Linked DNA regions of Sus scrofa: region 2 is linked to region 1. Evidence: chromatin contacts called from public HiChIP or PLAC-seq data. All regions are on one chromosome and are shown on one strand. Each heading gives the region's core, a stretch centred on a gene start, on an enhancer-like site or on the middle of the called end of the contact. The rest is flanking DNA. Distances are from core to core; before and after follow the strand shown. Region 1 holds the start of NPC1 (NPC intracellular cholesterol transporter 1). Region 2 holds the start of RIOK3 (serine/threonine-protein kinase RIO3).

What was found. HiChIP or PLAC-seq counts read pairs in DNA pulled down with a chosen protein or histone mark.
Region 2: a contact with region 1 is called in an H3K27ac HiChIP or PLAC-seq map of alveolar macrophages. The contact joins the promoter of RIOK3 here to the promoter of NPC1 in region 1. A contact is called at or near these places in 1 of 5 promoter capture datasets (liver), 6 of 47 Hi-C or Micro-C datasets (blood, embryonic fibroblasts, heart right ventricle and 2 more) and 1 of 2 datasets of contacts at active chromatin or transcription factors (alveolar macrophages).

Annotation. Positions count from the first base shown.
Region 1 is chr6:108,447,196-108,452,804 of Sscrofa11.1, reverse strand. NPC1 (NPC intracellular cholesterol transporter 1) reads left to right here and starts at 2,319. Exons shown (of 26, transcript NM_214322.1): 1 at 2,319-2,463. The coding sequence starts at 2,407.
Region 2 is chr6:108,337,395-108,342,972 of Sscrofa11.1, reverse strand. It overlaps RIOK3 (serine/threonine-protein kinase RIO3), which reads right to left and starts at 3,987. Exons shown (of 13, transcript XM_021096177.1): 1 at 3,747-3,987. The coding sequence starts at 3,809.

The sequences.
Region 1 (5,609 bases), core at 1,070-3,569:
TCTGAAGAAATGATGGAAGAGCCAGGGTGTATATGAAATTTTTTCAATAGGTAAAAATATGTTGTCAGGCATAAAAAGATTACCACTAATCACAAAGAACAGGCATCTCAAGTTAATGATTGCATTACTTTTCTAAGTTTGGGAAGATGAAAGAATCTGGAGTCTTTGGAAATTTTCCTTAGATATGCATCTTAACTACCTAGTGGCCAGTATATCTTATGCACAGAAAGCTTTGTCTTTTTTTCCATCCTGAATTCCCCTCAGGGTTCGTACAGTAGCAACTGCAGTGGCTAATGGCTTAATCCTTGTAGAAGTAGATTATGAGCAACTTTTTTTCCTTTACACACCTTAAAACAATTTTCAGAGAGGGAGAAAATGCACCACTATGATTATCCATAATGGAGGATCATAAATGATATTTTCTTGTAAATTGTAAACTTTTGTGTATTTTTCAAAGTTTCTATTACTATTCAAAGTAATTTGTAAGCATGGATTACTTTATCAACAACAAAAAAATCTTTTAAATATATGATCATTTATTTTTCAAATATATGCTAGGCTTTTGGGTACTGTTGAAGCTGTACAAAAAACAAAAGCAGAAAAAAAAATATGTCTAAAAAATCTTTTTGTTATTATTTTGGAGAATAGTGGACATAATTTGTCCAGTATCAAAATTTCTGCCCATCCCAGAAATATCTCATACGGTGCTTTGAAGTTTCCTTCACTCAGGAGGGCTGGTTAAACCACAAAGAACTGGCTTCACTTCCTAGAGTTTCTGATTCAGAGCATCCAGGGTGGAGCCCATAACTTGAATTTCTAACAGATCCCCAGGTGGTGCTGCTGCCAATGGTTCAGTAATAGCATTTTTTTTTGGCGGCCCCTGGGGCCAGGAATGGAAACCATGCCACAGAAGGGACCCTAGCCCATGCAGTGACAATGCCGGATCCTTAACCTGCTGAGTCACAAGGGAACTCCTCAGTAACAATATTTTCAGTACCTCTGCAGGAAGCCTGATACTTGATCATCAGGGCGAGCACTAAGAGCCTGAGAGCAAGCAGTGCATGAGGCTAGGAGGTCATCATGGAAGATCTAGGGCTGATGGTCCAGAGGAGATTCCTATAGTTTCAATACCCAGCCAGTTACGTGGACTTTTCAGAGCAGGCAGAGGCGGTCGGGAGGCAAGTCAGTGACTGAATCAGCCACTTTGTAGAGTAGGAATGAGAACATCAGCTGTATCGTGGTCCTAACTCAATTGGAGTTGATCATTGCTACAGATGGATAGTCAACCTTTTCATTGTAAATTGGCTTCTACTGTGGGAAGAAGAAATTCTTTCCTCCATTTCCTTAACTACAAAATCGAAATGACTTATGCTTTTGAGTGCTCTTAATAATTGAAACCTGAGGAGAAATGTTACCAGAAATGAATATAATAATAATAGGTATTAAAACCAAAAAAGATTATCTCAACCAAGTGTAAGACTCAAAACCCAAGATGCTTCTTTTTTTTTACTTTCGTGATAGTTCACCTAGAACCTAAAGGACTCTAGTCCCACCCACCAGGGGTGATTTGGGGGTGGAGGGGGCTCTTGTTCCGGCCGCCGGTTCTCTGTCACGCTCGGTTCCCCCAGCAGATGGTGCAGTTCTAGCGCTTTTACAAAATGGGCTGAGCAGATAGAAAACAGAGATTGGGTAGCTCAGAGGCATCGCCCACTGCCACGCTCCGCCCATCGAACTGTCAGATCACAACACTGTCAGGCCACTACGTGGCACCGCCCCCAGCTTTGCTAGAAGTGTCCAGACACGGGTTTCCTTTTGGGTGACTGGGTTTGGAAGAAAAGCTTGCTCCGGGTGCTAACTGGGGACGAAGTAAACACATATTCCTCTGAGAAGTGGGGTCTCCATTGAGAAAACGGTCCCCAAGCATTCCCATTTACTAAAACCTTCTCGTCCACAGTCTCCAATCCAGGAAAGACAAAAAGGGGAGAAATGAGTTGAAGCATCAAACCCACACATCGATGGGACAACTCAGAAATATCCTTTTCAGGCCGGATTCCAAAGGTTCAGCGGCTCAAGTCGGGGCGTCCCCAACCCCTTGACGTGCCCCCAGGCGCAGCAGGGCGGAGAAGCGCAGAGCCGGCACTTGGGAGGGTGCCGTGGCCTCACGAGGTCGGGTCCCGCTTAGCCCCGCCCCTGTCCCGCCCAAGACGAGTCCAGGGCGTCCCGGCAGTGGCTCCACCCAGAAGTGGGAGGGGCCGACGACGCCTTCCTTCCTGACCTGCGCGCGCAGCCAGCCGGCTCTGGTGTCTGTTCCCTCCCTCAGCCGGCGCGGCAGCCTGAGACGTCTCGGGACGCTGAACCGGACTGCCAGCTGAACCTCGGACGTCCGCCGCCCGGCGTCGCGGCAGCATGAGCGCGCGCGGCCCGGCCTTCGGCCTCCTCCTGCTGCTGCTCTGCCCTGTGCAGGTGAGCGGATGTCCGCGACCTGGGCGGGCTCTGGGGGATGTAGTGGGGCCGCGAATCGGGGAGGGTGGCGGGCTGTGCTGCGGCTTAGACGCCTCCGGTCCCAGAGGGGACCAGCCGCTGGGCGGCTGAAGAAGTTGGTCTAGCGGTGGAGCTCCTGGAGATGCCCCCCGCCCACCTCTCCCGTGCCTTCTGTCCACGCACATTTCCCTGTGGTCTGGAAGATGGCTACTGAAAGCTGCCTGTTTGACCTGTCTTGAACCCATTCCACCTGTGGTCACCTAATTTATGGGTTTAGGATGTGGAATCAGAGGGAAGGAGGAAAGTGGGTAGAGAGGGTAGGGTTCTTATTTAGTCTGCCTTTTTCCTCCTCTTAATTCTGCCACATGCACACGAATTCTTTATAAATTTATTTAGAAGATCTGACCACTTTATGTTTCTTTTTCTCCTTCCCTAAAGCTGAGGGTGGGAGAGGAGGTAAAGGAAACTATCCATTTAGGCACCAAATTGGAGCAGACCTAAGTACTTTATGTATGTCAGTGTGATCTTCTAAAGAGCGCAAGTGACTTCTTATCCGCTCCCTTTACGTCTTGAGAAACAGGCTCACAGGTGTAGTGGCCATTGAATTTCGTCTTGTCACATTACTAGCTCTGGAGAGAATGGGGCCTGGAGCTCCGAGTCCTGACTCCCTGGGTCGGCTTTCCTTTGGTTTAATAGCCTTGGGCCTCAGCCCTTGCTGCTGTTTGTGTCTAGAGTGTTCTCTTTTAAAACTGTGGAAGTCAGGGGGAATGTCTAAGGATGTAGTGCTGATTAAACCAGATCCAGATGAAGGAATGAGCCTCTGGAATCCCCTGCCCTGGTGCCCACTCATGGGTGTGTCAGTGATGAGGGGTTAGTGAGTCATAGGGGAAAGCAAACGAAGGGGTTTCCTGTACTAGAAAAACCTCTCCTTGGACTTCTGCATCCTTCTCAGAAGGAGACAGGTGGTGCTGACCCAGGAGAGGCCTCCTGGCTGTGCCTGCGGTGGGGGGCTCACCCTTCTGGTGCCTGGATGTGATGGGAGGCGGAGGAAAGCAAGTTTCAGGCAGGTGGTTTGGAATGGGGTCAGCTGGTAGACCACCTGCTGGCTCTTGGGCTTTGCACACTTTATTCTTTCAAGTCTAATGTTTTCCGAAGATAAATAATACCTCACATGACTAGTAATGTGATATGTGGAGAGACCTCATCACTGTAGTAAAAACTCAGGAAATAGTAGCAGTTAGTTGCTTTGAAAATAGAGTGATTCAGTTTCCCTTGAGTTTTAGGTCAGGGTCTAATAGGCAGGCTTTGCATTGCTAAGTAGCTTTTATCTCGGAAATCCTTTTACCTCAAGGTAGTGGCCAAGGCTGATGGCCAGTGAGGGCCTCTTCTCCTAGGACTTTTGAGACAGGTCAGAAGTTGATCATAAGTTTCTTGCAAAACTCCTTGAGAGGGTTTGTAAATATGAACTGGAAATGCTTTTGTTATTTTAGGATTAACTCCCTCTTGTCTACACAGGCTTTCAGTACACCCAAACAGAGAGCAGGGCTGGTGGTAGGACTCCCTGCTTTTAGAATTCTCACTGATGACAGCAGCTCGTCTGGGTTCAGTGTGAGCTCTAATAAAGTTCTGTTGCAGAATTCCAGACTAACTGTCCTCCATAAGGTCTGAAATATATTTTGGGGGGATTTTTGCCCTCCTTAATTTTTTTTTTTTTTTGGCTTTTTAGGGCCGAATTCTCGGCATATGGAGGTTCCCAGGCTAAGGGTCCAATCGCAGCTGCAGCTGCCGGCCTACACCACAGCCACAGCAATGCAGGATCGGAACCACAACCGCAACCTACACCACAGCTCACAGCAACGCTGGATCCCCAACCCACTGAGTGAGGCCAGGGATTGAGCCTGAAACCTCATGGATCCTAGTCCGGTTCGTGAACCGCTGAGCCACAGCAGGAACTCCTGCTCTCCTTAATTTTTAATTTTTATAGATGATGAAATAACATTGCTACACTGCATGATTTTCAGACCTCATGCTTATCCAAATAATATGTGCAGTTTTGAGAAATAGTACATGTCTCTCTTGACTATAATTTTCTTGAACCTGGACCCTAATGAGGCCTGGGTAGGTATTAAGCCGTCAAAACTACTTTTCCTGGAGTTTCCGTTGTGGCTCAGTGGTTAACAAATCCGACTAAGTACCATGAGGTTGCGGGTTTGATCCCTGGCCTTGCTCAGTGGGTTAAGGATCCAGCGTTGCCGTGGGCTCTGGTGTAGATTGCAGATCCCTCATTGCTGTGGCTCTGGCATAGGCCGGTGGCTATAGCTCTGATTAGACTCCTAGCCTGAGAACCTCCATATGCCGTGGGTGCAGCCCTAAAATAGACAAAAAACAAAACAAACAAACAAAAAAAACTACTTTTCCTGAGGAGGTTGGGAATGGATTGATCTTTGGGCCTGAGAATATTGAGGAATAACCCTCTGAAATTGGAGCAAATGTGGATAATCTTTTCCAGTCTCTCCTATCCCTTGATTGATGCTATGATCAATTATCTTACTAATGTAAGTAATCAAGGGAAATGGCTTTTTGTTTGGTTTTGTTTTGCTTTGTTTATTATCAGCAAGTGCGCAGAAAGAAAATGACTTGCTGAATAGGTCTTTGTATTCCTTCAGTGTTTGTCCTGTTACCCAGAACAAAGATTCCTCTTTTCCTGTGTAACCCGTGCCCTCCCAGCACTCCTCCGAAAAGGGATGCTTTTCAGGGTGTTTTACAGATGACACATTACCTGTGTGGAAGCTGGAGTGAGCCAGCTCTCATCTTCTCAGGTGCCCCGTCTGCTTTTTCACCCACAGCTCTGTGAAGGGCACCTGCTCTCCAGCCACATAAACTACTTGCTGTTCAAACCCTGCCTGTCTTCCAAGGCCCAGTTCAAAAGCATCATCATCTGTGATATTGTCATCCTGCCCCCTCAACTAGAATGCCTGCCCTCTGAAGTTCTAAATTTTTGTTTAAACTGCTACAGCAGTAGCATTTACTGCCTGGCAAAAGACTTTTGAGTTTTTTAACTCTGGAGAGTTCTTGACTCTTCCTCTTATGCAAGACTGTCTCCTCGTCTGTAAGATGGGCTTAACAAC
Region 2 (5,578 bases), core at 2,738-5,237, 110 kb after region 1:
AGGTGCATGGCAGGGAATCCTCTGCTGTCATCTTGCAACTCTTCAGTAAGTCAAACACTTTCTGTGAACAGAGAAACTCTGCCAAATGGTTAAACAATTATAAATCTAAGGAGACGTAAAGCCCTTCATCAACTTGCTCTATCATAGAGATCACACTCATTTCCCACTACGCCCTTCATCAGCATAAACTCCCCACCACAGCAAGATCTGATGGGAAACCCCACACAGTCCTCTTCAGTTAGTCATTCTCTGCTTTAAATGAAGCCCATGACCAGCTCCTTGACTCCTGTTTCCTGAAGACCCCCTGACCCACCCTGTTTTCCTCTCCTCTGCGAAACTGCCACCACTAAACTCAGCAACTTGGGGTCTTCACAACTTCCGTTCTCCTACACCTGGCTGGCTGCAGAGCAGAGGGAAATCAATCCCCCTTCCTTCTACTGTTAAAGATGTGCCCCCAGCTGCCCATCTCACTTTTTTTTTTTTAAGGTTTTACTGCACACAACCACAGGGAAAGAGTCAAGTGAAAAAACAGCAAACATGAAGGAGGCACATAACAAAACTTCTGTCCTCAACTTGAAGTAAGTCAAGAGAACCATAACCCACAGGAAGGTCCCCTTCTGCTCCCTTTCACCTAGAAGCCATAATCTAGGCAAAATATTTAAGTGGGTAATTTAACTTCTCCAAACAAGGATCTCTGTAAAATGTGATATGGGTCTATACAACACTAATCCATTTTTTTTAACTTTCAATTTTAGAGTACTTTCAGATTTACAGAACAATCACAAAGATAGTACAGAGAATTGTCAAATATCTCATACCCAGCTTTCCCCATCAGTACTGTACACTTGTCACAATTAATGAACCAATACATTATTATTAGCTGAAGTCCATACTTCATTCAGATTTCCTCTGTTATCCCCTAATGTCCCTTTTCTATTTCAGGATACCATATAACATTTAGTCATCATGTCTCCTTAGGCTCCTCTTGGCTGTGAATTTCTCAGATTTTCCTTTATCAACCCTGACAGTCTTAAAGAGTAACACTAATTCATTTGCTACAGCTTCTTCCAAAAGAGCTACACACTTCCTCATTTGTGCCTCCATTTGAAAATACGCCCTTCCTGGAATATTCCCTAAAATTCTTTTGTCCATAATGGCAGTTTGGAATTTTATAACTGGGGACCCCAAGTCCTTTTTAGGGTGTCTAAGAAGTCAAAATCACTTTCAGAATAGTTCTAAGATATTCTTCATCTTTTTCACTCTCGTTCTCTCAAGAGTATGGAGTTTTTCAGAGTCTCCATCAGATACGACGGCAGCCCTGTGGTGGCTACTAGAATGTGTGTATGTGTATTCTTATGTTTTCCAAAATTTTCAAAGGCCATAGGTTTAGGATATAAATGTGCATTTTTAGAGATTAACTCAGTTTGTTCTTAGTGTGTCTACCATGCTCTTATTCCCCATCTTCGATTACTTCAACTAATTTGACTTCTGTTGTACTGCAACAGACTGAAGAAAAAAAGAGCTATGAGAATCCAGCTGTCTTCTATTAAATCAGACCTTAAAGAGACTTGCAAAAACACAAGACACTAATTGTTTTGGAAAATAGCTTTTTTATAAAGTATAAAAATGTTATCTATATTAATATAATGACTTACATCACATAGTAAATATTTTCAATATCTCAGCTTTAATTTCTGATATGACAAATATCAATAGATTTAATCAACATAAAAAAAAAAAATCTTGGATTCCTCAATGGTTATTAAGAGTGAAAAGAAGTCCTGATGGAAAAGTTCTGAGAATTGCTGGCCTTTAACACTCCTTCATTTTCTAAGACGTTCCTCAAATCTCTACCTCCTCTACATATGCATCTATAATTACTTCAGTTTTCTAAGAAGTCAGAGAAGGAAAAGAGTAAGCGATACTTGTGGTGTTTTGCCTATGAAGATGCTGTCTTCCCAACAGAAGAGCAATAAATCCCAGGATGATTTTCACTGAAAGGTGAAAATGAAATTTTATAGTTCATATGATGTACACTTAAATGAAAATATCACTGATATCAAATATTTTATTACTAAATTAATTTTGTAAGGGAACTTTTACAGAAATTAGGCATTCTGAGCAAAGTTCATCTCACTTGACATTTGTACAAGCTTTACAGATGCTTAATTGAGGAATTTAATAAAGCACTGATTTCATCCTTTTATGTCTACTGATCTTGCCCCGGTAAACAAGGCCATAGTAGAAAAAAACACACAAAGTAACACATAAATGTACCCACATTTGTCACCAGAATATCTTAGAATCTCCCTAGGGTTGTAGGAGAACTTTCATAAAAATTTCCTTTACTGAACAGCTAATTTCCCCCCTCCCACTTTCTCTTAAGACCTAGTCCGAAGATCTAATAAGATTAACGAGTGACCCTTTAAAGAGAACAAATGTTCTGTGTTAGCATGTAAAGAAGTGAGTGAAATGGGTAAAAGTGGTCAATAGGTAGAAACTTTCAGTTACAAAATAGTCATGGGAGTGATGTACAGCATGGTGACTGTAATTAACTAACACTGTATCATATATTTGAAAGTTGGTGAGAGTAAACCTTTTTTTTTTGTCGGGCCGCTGCCGCGGCATATGGAGGTTCCCAGGCTAGAGATCTAATCGGAGCTGTAGCCACCGGCCTACGCCAGAGCCACAGCAACGCAGGATCCGAGCCGCGTCTGCAGCCTGCTCACCACAGCCCACCGCAACGCCGGATCCCCAACCCACTGAGCAAGGGCAGGGATCAAACCCACAACCTCATGGTTCCTAGTCGGATTCGTTAACCACTGCGCCACAACGGGAACTCCGTAAGAGTAAATCTTAAAAGTTCTTAACACGCACAAATTGAAACCCTGTATGTTGACTTATTGTGGTGAGCATTTTGCAATATATACATATATAAAATCATTATGCTGTACGCCTTAAACTAATATGTGGTTATACGTCCATTATTTTTAAAGGAACAACTATGAAGCTAAAAAGTTAGTTTCCTTCAGAATCTCTTTTGAGGAACACAAAATCTCAATTGAAGCACTTCAGCTTCCAAGCAAATCCTCTGAAAAGTGGCAATCTTTTCACCCTTGTAATGAAAGTATCCTGAAAAGCAGCAGCCTGAAACCAGTAATGTGAAATAAACATTTCAGTTGGCCATTACAGGAAAAGGCTTAAACGTTAAAGCCCAGGCAGATGTTAGAAATAACAGTCTTACAGTAGCAAAACACTTGATTAACCTAAAGAAGAGGGAGGGTGCGCCTGGATTGATCTCTTACTGCCTCAAAAACAAGAAACTGTCCAAACAGGATTACCACACTTGCCAAGCTAAGGAAACAGCTTCCTAAACCACCTTTCAGTTGGGCTTTCTGTGTATAATTGGGCTGACTCACTTGGCCCAAGAAAAACAAGTTCGTACTTGCTTTCCCTCACACGTCAGCGTCTCTAAGCGAGTCCTGCCCAAATATATGCTACAGAGGCTCAAAAATCAAGGTGCCGAACTAAAGAGAGACTCCAAACCTCCCAGGGTGGCCCTTGGCAGCCTGCGCCCCGTCCCTGCTCTTCCACTCCCACCCCCCTTTCCGAGGTGGCCCCGGTCCTGCCCAGAACTTTCCGAGTCGCCTGTGGGGCCGCCCCGGCGCCTGCCACCCTCTCCGGGCCCTCCGAGAGGACCAGCCCAGGTGACTAGGGCAGGCACGTCAGCCACGACCGCCCCTCACCTTGTTGGGTCCCCAGGCCGCTGCGGGCCCGGGCTCAGGGGATGCAACTCCGACCAGATCCATGTGAGGGAAGAAGACAGCGACGGAAACAGAGCAGAGAGGTGGCAGGACAGGGAAGCAGCTTCCGTCGAGGAGAGAGGCGGTGGGGCAGGGGCGACGGGCTGCTGACGCCGGAGCTGAGGTGACAGATGGCGGCGGCGGCCGCCGCGTCCGGAACTAGACCTCTTCTCTTCCGCCCTTTTCGCTGGAACGCTCGCTTCCGATTGGCCGCCGCCCGCGGCTCCGCCTTAGGTCACCTTTCCCCGCCCCCGGCGGGCCGCACTTCCAGTTGCTGCTCCCAACCGGGAGGTGGTGGTCACTGTCTTGGTTGCCCCGCGGAGCGGTGTCGGGCGTGGCTTCCTCTGGGCAGTCCATCCTGTGTCCTGGCTCGCCGAGGGGGCTTCTGGGTCTCATTAAACAAGATTTGGACTGTATGGACTATAAATAAACAAGCAAGCCAGCTCTCCATTCATTCATCATTTATTTCCCCCTGACTTTTTTTTTTTTTTTTTTTTTTTTTTTTTTTTGTCTTTTGTCTTTATAGGTCCCCACCTGAGGCATATGGATGTTCCCAGTCTAGGAGTCTAATCTGAGCTGTAGCTGCCGGCCTACGCCACAGCCACGCCAGATCGAAGCTGTATCTGCGACCTACACCACAGCTGAGGGTGTCTCCGGATCCCGAACCACTGAGCGAGACCATGGATCCAACCCGCAACCTCACGGTTCCTAGTCGGATTCGTGTCCGCGGTGCCACCAGAGGAACTCCTCCCGGGTGACCGCTAAACTGGGATGGTGTGGGAGACCTAGAATGGCAGGTTTAGAGATGGGAAACTGAAGAGGTCCGATTTTGTTTTTATTGTTGTCGGTAGGAGGCGGGGCGTGGCATGTCAAGTTTTGTAGTGTGTTGTGTAACATTGAAAAAAAATAGGACTACATAGAAGTTTTGAGTTGACATTTTGTAGCGAGATTTTCATAACATGGCAGGATAAAAGTAGCCAAACATTATTACATTTATTTCTTTTTTTTTTTTTTTTTTTTTGTCTTTTTGCCTTTTCTTGGGCCGCTCCCGCGGCATATGGAGTTTCCCAGGCTAGGGGTCTAATCGGAGCTGTAGCCACCCGCCTACGCCAGAGCCACAGCAACGTGGGATCCGAGCCGCGTCAGCAACCTACACCACAGCTCACGGCAACGCCGGATCCTTAACCCACTGAGCAAGGCCAGGAACCGAACCCACAACCTCATGGTTCCTAGTCAGATTCGTTAACCACTGCGCCACGACGGGAACTCCTGTGTCTCATTTATTATATCCAGGCAGTGCTCAAAGTACTGCAATAACACTTCTCAAAATAATTCTGAGAGATAAATTAAATCATTATCTCTGTTTTACTGATGATGAAACAGACACAAGAGAGGTAAAGTAACTTGCCCGGTGGTCTGTGGATGAAAATAATCAATAATCAACCTATAATAGTAGTACAAAAGAGATTTATTTGAGCCAAACCGAGGACTCTAGCACAGAAGACAAACTCTTAGATAAATCAGGAACTTCTCCAGAGAAGTACGGTTTTGCAGCACAGTTTTATATCTTAGCAGAACAAAGAACATCAAACAAATCAGAGATACATTCCTCTAGTTTCGAAACAAACAAACTAGATGGGCAGGTACACAGGGAGTCAGTATATACAACCTTGGTCTGGGAAGGGAGTCTTATCAATGAAGTCGTGCCAGTATTGGCTTTCCACGAAGGGAGACATTTAATCTTTATTTTTAACATGACTTTATTTCCAGTCAAT